2 separate regions of the Capra hircus genome follow, and region 2 is linked to region 1. A link is a contact called in public Hi-C data. All regions are on one chromosome and are shown on one strand. Each heading gives the region's core, a stretch centred on a gene start, on an enhancer-like site or on the middle of the called end of the contact. The rest is flanking DNA. Distances are from core to core; before and after follow the strand shown.

Region 1 (4,384 bases), core at 1,670-4,169:
ACTGGTGCAGTATTTCTAAGCAATTTCCTCCATTCCTCTGGAGGCAACTCCCACTCATAAAGTCTATCTCTGTCTAGACCTTGTTCCAGAGTTCCAAGTCTGTTTTTCAACAGCCTCATAGCAATGTCCCGTAGGCTCCTGGCACTCTACACACATCCAGAAAAGATCCTGTCTTTTCCCCAAATGTGTCTCTGTGAGTTACCCATTTATGCAACAAGCACTTTGTACAGAAGCCCCTTGTTAATGTGCCAGACACTTAAAATCCCTTTAAAATGAAGTCCTGATGGGAGGGGGGAAGGGATAGATTCAGAGTTTGGGATTGACAGGTACACATATGTTATATTTAAAATGGGTAACCAGCCTTCCCTGGTGGTCCAGTGGTTAAGAATCTGTTTTGCAACACGGGGGACACCTGTTCAATCCCTGGTCCAGAAAGACCCCACATGCCGAGGGGCAGCCAGGCCCGTGCCCAACACCGCTGAGCCTGCTCTAGAGCCCGTGCTCCCCAACAAGACAAACCTCTGCAATGAGAAGCCTGCGCACCGTCACTAGGGTACCCCCACTCGCGGCAATACGAGAAAGCCCACATGCAGCAGTGAAGACCCAGCACAGCCAAAAATAAATAAATATTTAAAAACAAATAAAATAGATAGCCAGAGATAACCAACAAGGACCTACCATATAGCATGGGGAACTGCTCAATATTCTGCAATAACCTAAGTGGGAAAAGAATTTGAAGAGTAGATTCATGTAATAAGTGAATCCCTTTGCTGTACACCTCCCGAAAGTAACACAACACTGTAAATCAACTATATACGTCAATTAAAAAAAATAAATTTAAAAATAAAAATGAAGTCCTCAACTTTAATCAATGTAAAGACCTGTATAGGAAAACAGTCTAGAAAAGAGTGGATGTATGTATATGAGCACCTGATTCACTCTGCTGTACAGCAGGAACTAACAGAACATGTACATCAACTATACAGTCAGTCTTTAAAAAATACGTAAATAAAATGAAGTCCTCACAATAATCCCACAAATTGATACGTATCAGCCTTTTACAAATGAGGAAACTGAGGCTCAGAGCCATTGAGTAGCAATCCCGCAGCAGGTCAATAGCCGAGTCAGTGTCCCTAACGCGCTACACTCCCCGGGACGCTCCAGCCAGACGGAGCCTGGTGAGCAGCCTGCCGCCTCCCTGCTCTGCTCAGCCAGTGAGGCCTCCCGAGCCTCCCTCTGTCACTGCTCCCCTTTCGGTGCTCCTCCTGCTGGACTGTCACAACTCTCTCTTTCCTAGTTATTTTTCTTTTTGGGGGGGGCTCCATGGTTTGCAGGATCTCAGTTCCTGGACCAAGGACGGAATCTCGGCCCTTGGCAGTGCGAGTGCCGAGTTCTGACCGCTGGACCACCAGGGAAGTCCCTTCTTTCTAGTCTGCAGTCTCAGTCCTGTTGCCGCTGAGTCTACCCCGAGTGGGCCCCCACCTGCCCGCCCTGCTGCTGCCAGGGAGATCGCTGAGGAAAGAAATCCAGTCGTGTTGCTTATTACCTCTAAGGTTTAAACTCCGTTGCAAGGCCTCGCTCCAGCCCTTGCTACATCCAGAAATTTATGTCCCTCATCCACCCTCCTCTGAACCCTGTGCTCAACTCAGCCAAAGAGAGACCTTCCCAGATTCTCCCCAGCTTTTTGCTGCCACTGGATCTTGGCACAAGCTGTTCTCTCTGCCCAGAAGATGCTCTTTCCACCATCAGCAAGTCCTACACAATGTCCACAAACAGCTCGTCACCTCCACTGTGAACATAACGCTGCCTGTCCATCCCCCATGACACGTCCATCTGCACACGCCTTCCAAGGGGCCCTGCTGAGCTTGCAGCCCCGTCCAGGCCCCTCCTTCACGCACTTCACAGACCCCAGCAGCAGCGTCGAGCTCTGCGGCTCCTCACACAGTGTCTACGTGGCTGTTCCCACCAGCCTTCGAGGGCTCTCTCGGTGCACAGACGGCCACTTCCTCTTTCACTTCACACCTAGCTTCCTTCCCCCTTAATTTTGCCCCCTTGGACACGTTTCCCACAGCTCCTTTGTGAAGTAGGAACTATGTCTTATTCTTTAGATCTTTAACCTGCCCAGTGCCTGGGGAAAGACTTGAAGCATGAACAAACCATAGGGAACTTCCCTTGTGGTCCAGTGCCTAAGACTCCAAGCTGCCCATGCAGGGGGCCCGGGTTCAACCCCAGGTCAGGGAGCTGGATCCCACATTCAGCAACTAAGAGTTTGCACTTGGCAACTAAAGATCCCGCATGCTGCAATTAAGACCCAGCGCAGTCAAATATACAAATATTAAACAAATAATAACGGTGATGAGACCACCTTGGTATCCGCATCCATCACCGTGCCCCAGCATAGATCCCCAGACAGTCTCCCCGGCCCTGCCTTAGGGCTGGCAGGTGGGGAGCTGACGTCAGGACGGGCTCATCATTAAGGTGGGGTAAAGGTAGGGTAGACAACCCTCCTGGGTTTGCCCAGGGTTGAGGAGTTTGGTGGACATGGAACTTTTAGCAATAAAACTGAGAAAGTCCTCTGGGCAAACTGGGATGGGTGATCACGTCAGGAATGGGAGATGTGATCATCACTCGGAAGTGAAGGAGACAGACCTGGTAGACACCAGGCTGGACCACTGTCCAGGTTCTGCGCTCATCCCTTACATACTCCATCTCATGATGTGCCTAGCATTCGACTCCTGGTCGTTAGAGTCTATTATACGCACTTCGTAGAAGAGAAAACAGGTTCAGAGAGGCCTGTTAACGTGGCCTAAACCCCTGGTTCCGTACACCGTGTCCTTCTGCTAGACACGTTGTCTCCGGGGTCCTTCAGCCGACTCCTTCCCTGGTGCCTGCGCCCTCCTCTCCACAACAGTGACCTCCCCTGGTGGGGTACCGGGCCGGTCACCCCCAGGGGGGCCTCACCTCAACCTAAGATGGCCAAGATAAGACTAGCTTCTTGTCAAAGTAAGAGGAACCCACTGTCCTTGCCAAACTTCAATTATTTGTGTGTCCTTGTATAGCAAGTAAATGTTGATATGCAATAAAATATTTCTCATATGCGTCTGCCAGATGAGGACAGAGCTATTCTTGTCAAGTCACTTTTCACTTTCACGCATTGGAGAAGGAAATGGCAACCCACTCCAGTGTTCTTGCCTGGAGAATCCCAGGGACGGGGGAGCCCGGTGGGTTGCCGTCTATGGGGTCGCACAGAATCGGACATGACTGAAGCGACTTAGCAGCAGCAGCAGAAGCAGCAAGCTAATGTTTGATTAGAAGTTAGAGGAGAAAAGGGATTTACGTCTCCAGTAATAAGATTTTTGTGCTGGGTGTTCGTTTGAAAAACCAGAATTACTAAAATGCTATCAGCCGTACTCACAGAATCATTGCTCTTATAATTTCTGGGACCATGAGAACACAACACTGGCTAGCCACCAATACTTTCTTCTCTTCTGCCTCTGCAATGGGCTTCCCCAGAAAGGCAGGTTGTAGAGACACTGAGTTCCTCCCAAAATGATGATTTCCTGTCTTCCTGTCTAGACTTTGCTTTCCAGACTTTGCTACAGAAAAAAAGGAGACAGTTTCATATTTTCTCTCATCCTTTTCTTCTCTTTCTTAAAACCAACCAACCAAACAAAACAATGGTTTTTTAAGCCTGCTTGTATGTTTCTAACTCTAAGTAACCCCAGGGAAACGAAAGCTGAAAAGTTACTAACAGGATGATAGTTCTAAGTGGTCAGAAAGCCCTGTATCTCCATCCGAGTGAAACTTCCTGCTCTGTGATGGGAAGCGGGGGTGGCTGTTCTGGGTTCCTGGCCACCACGACCTGCCGTTCTACATTCTTGATTTGAGATAGAACAAGTGCCGTCCAACATGCCCCACCCCGACACACTCACACACACACATACACACACTCACACACACACACACTCACACACACTCTCACACTCACACACACATACACACACTCACACACACACACTCACACACTCACACACACTCACACACTCACACAAACACACTCACACATACACACACTCACACTCACACACACACTCACACACACACACACACACTCACACATACACACACTCACACTCACACACACACACTCTCTCACATACACACATACACACATACACACACTAACACTCACACACACATACACACATACACACTCACACACACACTCACACACACACTCACACACACTCACACACACTCACACATACACACACTCACACTCACACACACACTCACTCACACACACACTCTCACACACACTCTCACACTCACACACGCACTCTCACACACTCACTCACACACTCTCACACTCATACACACTCTC
Region 2 (4,678 bases), core at 1,828-4,327, 61 kb before region 1:
CCGCGTTGCTGTATATATTCAGTATAACCTCGATCAAAATTCTACTTTCATTCTGAGAACTCAACAAACTTACTGTGAACTAAGAAGGAGAAAAAACGAAGATTCAGAAAGAGTTACAAAACCTTGCGGGGGGAAGGGGTGGAGAAGGAAGTGTTCCACCCCGTATCCCAGCAGGAAAGCACAAACCTGGTCTTCTTGCTACTGAGGTCTTGTCCAAGGCCAGAGAAACCGGCGCTTTGCATCTCCCCCCCACACACACCCACACGCCCCGACCTTGGCTTCTTTCCTTCACATTGTAAACCGTGCTGACCTCCTCCCTCTGCCTTCTGGCCCCGCCCTCTGTATTCTCCACCTGGGGGTCTGTATGACATCACAGGATACCTGCTCCCTGGCCTTCTCTTGCTTTCAGCCTCACCCAGAGAGGGAGGGAAGACAGTGAGGTCAGGGTGTTTGTTCCCTTGGCTCTCACCCTGCAAGGTCACCTTAGGCCGGCTGTGTCCCTGGGCTGAAGGGCATCTGCCAGCAAGGCGGGGACGCTGTGGGATTCGCCCTCCTCTGGTTCCTGACAGCCACTCCCATTACGGGCGGGGGTGGGCTGGTGACTGACTGCTCAGCTGCTGCTACTGTCCTGTCCTCCACTTGCTTCCTTGTAAACAGACTCTCCTTGAACTATCCTGGTTGCGACCCTGAAATAAGTGACATTTGAAAGTGACAATGAAAGTCACTTATGTCTTCATTCCCTGCCCCAATGCAGTCTGGCCAGGGGTGCTTGAAGCCTCGTGTGCAATGGAAAAGAGGGAGAGACAGGGTCAAGAGAGTCAGTGAGTCCCGGTCTAGGAGTAGACTCTGAATTTGGGGCCTTTTGCTGCAGCCCCCACCCCCCGCCCCCGGGGCCAGTCTGGCCAAGAGGTGGCAGGAAGCTCTGTGGCTGAAAGCTTGGCCTGTCAGTCGATTCAGTTCAGTCCCTCAGTCGTGCCTGACTCTTTGCGACCTCATGAATTGCAGCACACCAGGCCTCCTTGTCCATCACCAACTCCCGGACTTTACTCAGACTCACATCCATCGAGTCAGTGATGCCATCCAGCCATCTCATCCTCTTCCTTCTCATCCTGCCCCCAATTCCTCCCAGCATCAGAGTCTTTTCCAATGAGTCAACTTTTATGAGGTGGCCAAAGTACTGGAGTTTCAGCTTCAGCATCATTCCCTCCAAAGAAATCCCAGAGCTGATCTCCTTCAGAATGGACTGGTTGGATCTCCTTGGAGTCCAAGGGACTCTCAAGAGTCTTCTCCAACACCACAGTTCAAAAGCATCCATTCTTCTGCACTCAGCCTTCTTCACAGTCCAACTCTCACATCCATACATGACCACAGGAAAAACCATAGCCTTGACTAGACGGAACTTAGTCAGCAAAGTAATGTCTCTGCTTTTGAATATACTATCTAGGTTGGTCATAACTTTTCTTCCAAGGAGTAAGCATCTTTTAATTTCATGGCTGCAATCACCATCTGCAGTGATTTGGGAGCCCCAAAAAATAAAGCCTGACACTGTTTCCACTGTTTCCCCATCTATTTCCCATGAAGTGATGGGACTGGATGCCATGATCTTTGTTTTCTGAATGTTGAGCTTTAAGCCAACTTTTTCACTCTCCTCTTTCACTTTCATCAAGAGGCTTTTTAGCTCCTCTTCACTCTCTGCCATAAGGATGGCGTCATCTGCATATCTGAGGTTATTGATGTTTCTCCCGGCAATCTTGATTCCAGCTTGTGTTTCTTCCAGCCCAGCGTTTCTCATGATGTACTCTGCATAGAAGTTAAATAAGCAGGGTGACAATATACAGCCTTGACGTACTCCTTTTCCTATTTGGAACCAGTCTGTTGTTCCATGTCCAGTTCTAACTGTTGCTTCCTGGCCTGCATACAGATTTCTCAAGAGGCAGATCAGGTCGTCTGGTATTCCCATCTCTTTCAGAATTTTCTACAGTTTATTGTGATCCACACAGTCAAATGACATAGATTTTTTTCTGGAACTCTCTTGCATTTTCCATGATCCAGCGGATGTTGGCAATTTGATCTCTGGTTCCTCTGCCTTTTTGAAAACCAGCTTGAACATCAGGAAGTTCACGGTTCACATATTGCTGAAGCCTGGCTTGGAGAATTTTGAGCATTACTTTACTAGCATGTGAGATGAGTGCAATTGTGCAGTAGTTTGAGCATTCTCTGGCATTGCCTTTCTTTGGGATTGGAATGAAAACTGACCTTTTCCAGTCTTGTGGCCACTTGTGAGTTTTCCAAATTTGCTGGCATATTGAGTGCAGCACTTTCACAGCATCATCTTTCAGGATTTGAAACAGCTCCACTGGAATTCCATCACCTCCACTAGCTTTGTTTGTAGTGATGCTTTCTAAGGCCCACTTAACTTCACATTCCAGGATGTCTGGCTCTAGATGAGTGATCACACCATCGTGATTATCTGGGTTGTGAAGATCATTTTTGTACAGTTCTTCTGTGTATTCTTGCCACCTCTTCTTAATATCTTCCACTTCTGTTAGGTCCATACCATTTCTGTCCTTTATCCAGCCCATCTTTGCATGAAATTTTCCCTTGGTATCTCTGATTTTCTTGAAGAGATCTCTAGTCTTTCCCATTCTGTTGTTTTCCTCTATTTCTTTGCATTGATTGCTGAAAAAGGCTTTCTTATCTCTTCTTGCTATTCTTTGGAACTCTGCATTCAGATGCTTATATCTTTCCTTTTCTCCTTTGTTTTTCACTTCTCTTCTTTTCGCAGCTATTTGTAAGGCCTCCCCAGACAGCCATTTTGCTTTTTTGCATTTCTTTTCCATGGGGATGGTCTTGACCCCTGTCTCCTGTACAATGTCACAAACCTCATTCCATAGTTCATCAGGCACTCTATCTATCAGATCTCGGCCCTTAAATCTATTTCTCACTTCCACTGTGTAATCATAAGGACCTAACCTCCTCAGGTCCCTTTAATCTTGCCTCGGGTTGTTTCTTGGCTGCCCTTCCCGTGATGAGCAGCTGTTGGAAGTGGAACTCAGGGTAGGTTGTGGAAGCTGGAGTCTCGCCTACAAGAAACAGGAGACAAGAAGGGCCTCCATGCCTGGAAGCCCCACAGGCACTGCTTGGTTTCAACACCCAGAAGAAATCTCCCAGACCCTGCCCTAGGGCAGTTTGAGGACTCCCGGGAATAGCAGGCACTCCAACCAAGGTTCCACTCCACCCTCATTTCTCATCTGATCCATCTGATTTTACTTCGGAAACAGAATTACTTGAGAAGATGATCTGAAAATAATTTCCCTACATTATTTTTCCTACATGAACAGTGAGATTAGCTACCAATCCCTGTCTGCTCCTTTCCCATGAACGTGCACTAGGGAAGCAAAGTGCCTGGAACGTGGGGCCCTGAGGAGACAGCCTTCTGGGGTGCACTTGACGCTTTAAAAAGGGGGGGTGGAGCAGAAATTGATTCTCTCACTGCTGAGAAGCCCAGAAGTCCACGATCAAGCTGCCGAGAGGACTAGTCCTCCCTGGAGATTTTAAGGAGAAATCTGTTCCCTGCCTCTCTCCGGCTTCTGGGGTTGCCGGACATCCTTGGTGTTCCCCTCGTTTTTTCCTTTTACATTTTTTTATTTTCATTAGTGCATAGTTGGCTTACAATGTTGTGTTCTTTTCAGGTGGGGGGTGCATCTGGTTTTATTCCCATCGTCTTCAAGGGCCCAAAGAGCCTCAAACTTGGGGTCAACACCTTTGACTACAGCGTTGGCGTCTGCCCTCATGGACACAGACACATGTCCGCTATGCTCTGAGAGTTGGACTAGATGACCTTCAGAGTCAATTCCCAGCTTCCAGTTCAGTTTTTAAAACAAAGAAGACATTGAAGGGAGAGAACCAATCATTGTGCCACTTGTATTAGATATAATGCAAAAGCCCAGCTCTCTCTCTCTCACACACACACACAGGCACACACACACACCCCTTTCTGGCACTTGCTGTATGCAGCATTTTACTCTCCTCACACAGTCCCGGAGGTGACCCATCATCCTGCCCTCCTCCCAGGCTCCACTCGCTTGCCTGTGTAGCACACGCATCCTCCTTTCTCTCCCCTTGTAATCTGGCTTGCTGGATCCCAGGAGATCTACGTGGTATTTTTCTTTCAGCTCCCCATCTGAATGAGGACAGCCTTCCCTATAAAACAAAACCCAGTAAGATTAGGGCAGAGCAAGCTTGCCTGGGATCTCCCGAGGGAGACTGGAGGTGCACTCATTAGCTGCCTCTTCTCCCTCCTTCCCCTGGGGTCCTGCCCCCTTGATTTCCACCGCTGAGACCACACCCATACCCTCCGAATGTAAGCGTCTCCTTCATAAATGACCAAGCATAGACCAAAGCCCCACCCCAGGCTAGACTAGAATTTCAGAAGGAATTAGCTTTGTCAAGCAAACAAAAGCAAGAACAGTGAATGGAAAAGTGAAAATGAAAGGATATGGCAAGGCTTCAGATGGCAAGTTCTTAAAGGAAGCTCAGAGTTGGGGAGAGGTGATAGATTATTTACATGATATACAGGCTAATTAATTAAATGTTACATAAAAACTGTTTCCTTTTTTTTTTTTTGGCTGCACTGCACAGCATTTGGGATCTTAGTTCCCTGACCAGGGATCGAACC

The links. Hi-C and Micro-C count contacts between places; a contact is called where the count stands out from the background.
Region 2: a contact with region 1 is called in a Hi-C map of blood, with 7 times the contacts expected there. The contact joins two enhancer-like sites. A contact is called at or near these places in 2 of 5 Hi-C or Micro-C datasets (both in blood).

Annotation. Positions count from the first base shown.
Region 1 is chr23:41,378,201-41,382,584 of ARS1.2, reverse strand. No RefSeq gene overlaps it. Among named protein-coding and RNA genes, the nearest start is that of BRD2, 23 kb to the left of the region's middle. Within about 2 kb of position 2,919, at least 1 of the 5 cell types and tissues checked has an H3K27ac peak or open chromatin away from gene starts, as enhancers often do.
Region 2 is chr23:41,439,505-41,444,182 of ARS1.2, reverse strand. No RefSeq gene overlaps it. Among named protein-coding and RNA genes, the nearest start is that of BRD2, 38 kb to the right of the region's middle. Within about 2 kb of position 3,077, at least 1 of the 5 cell types and tissues checked has an H3K27ac peak or open chromatin away from gene starts, as enhancers often do.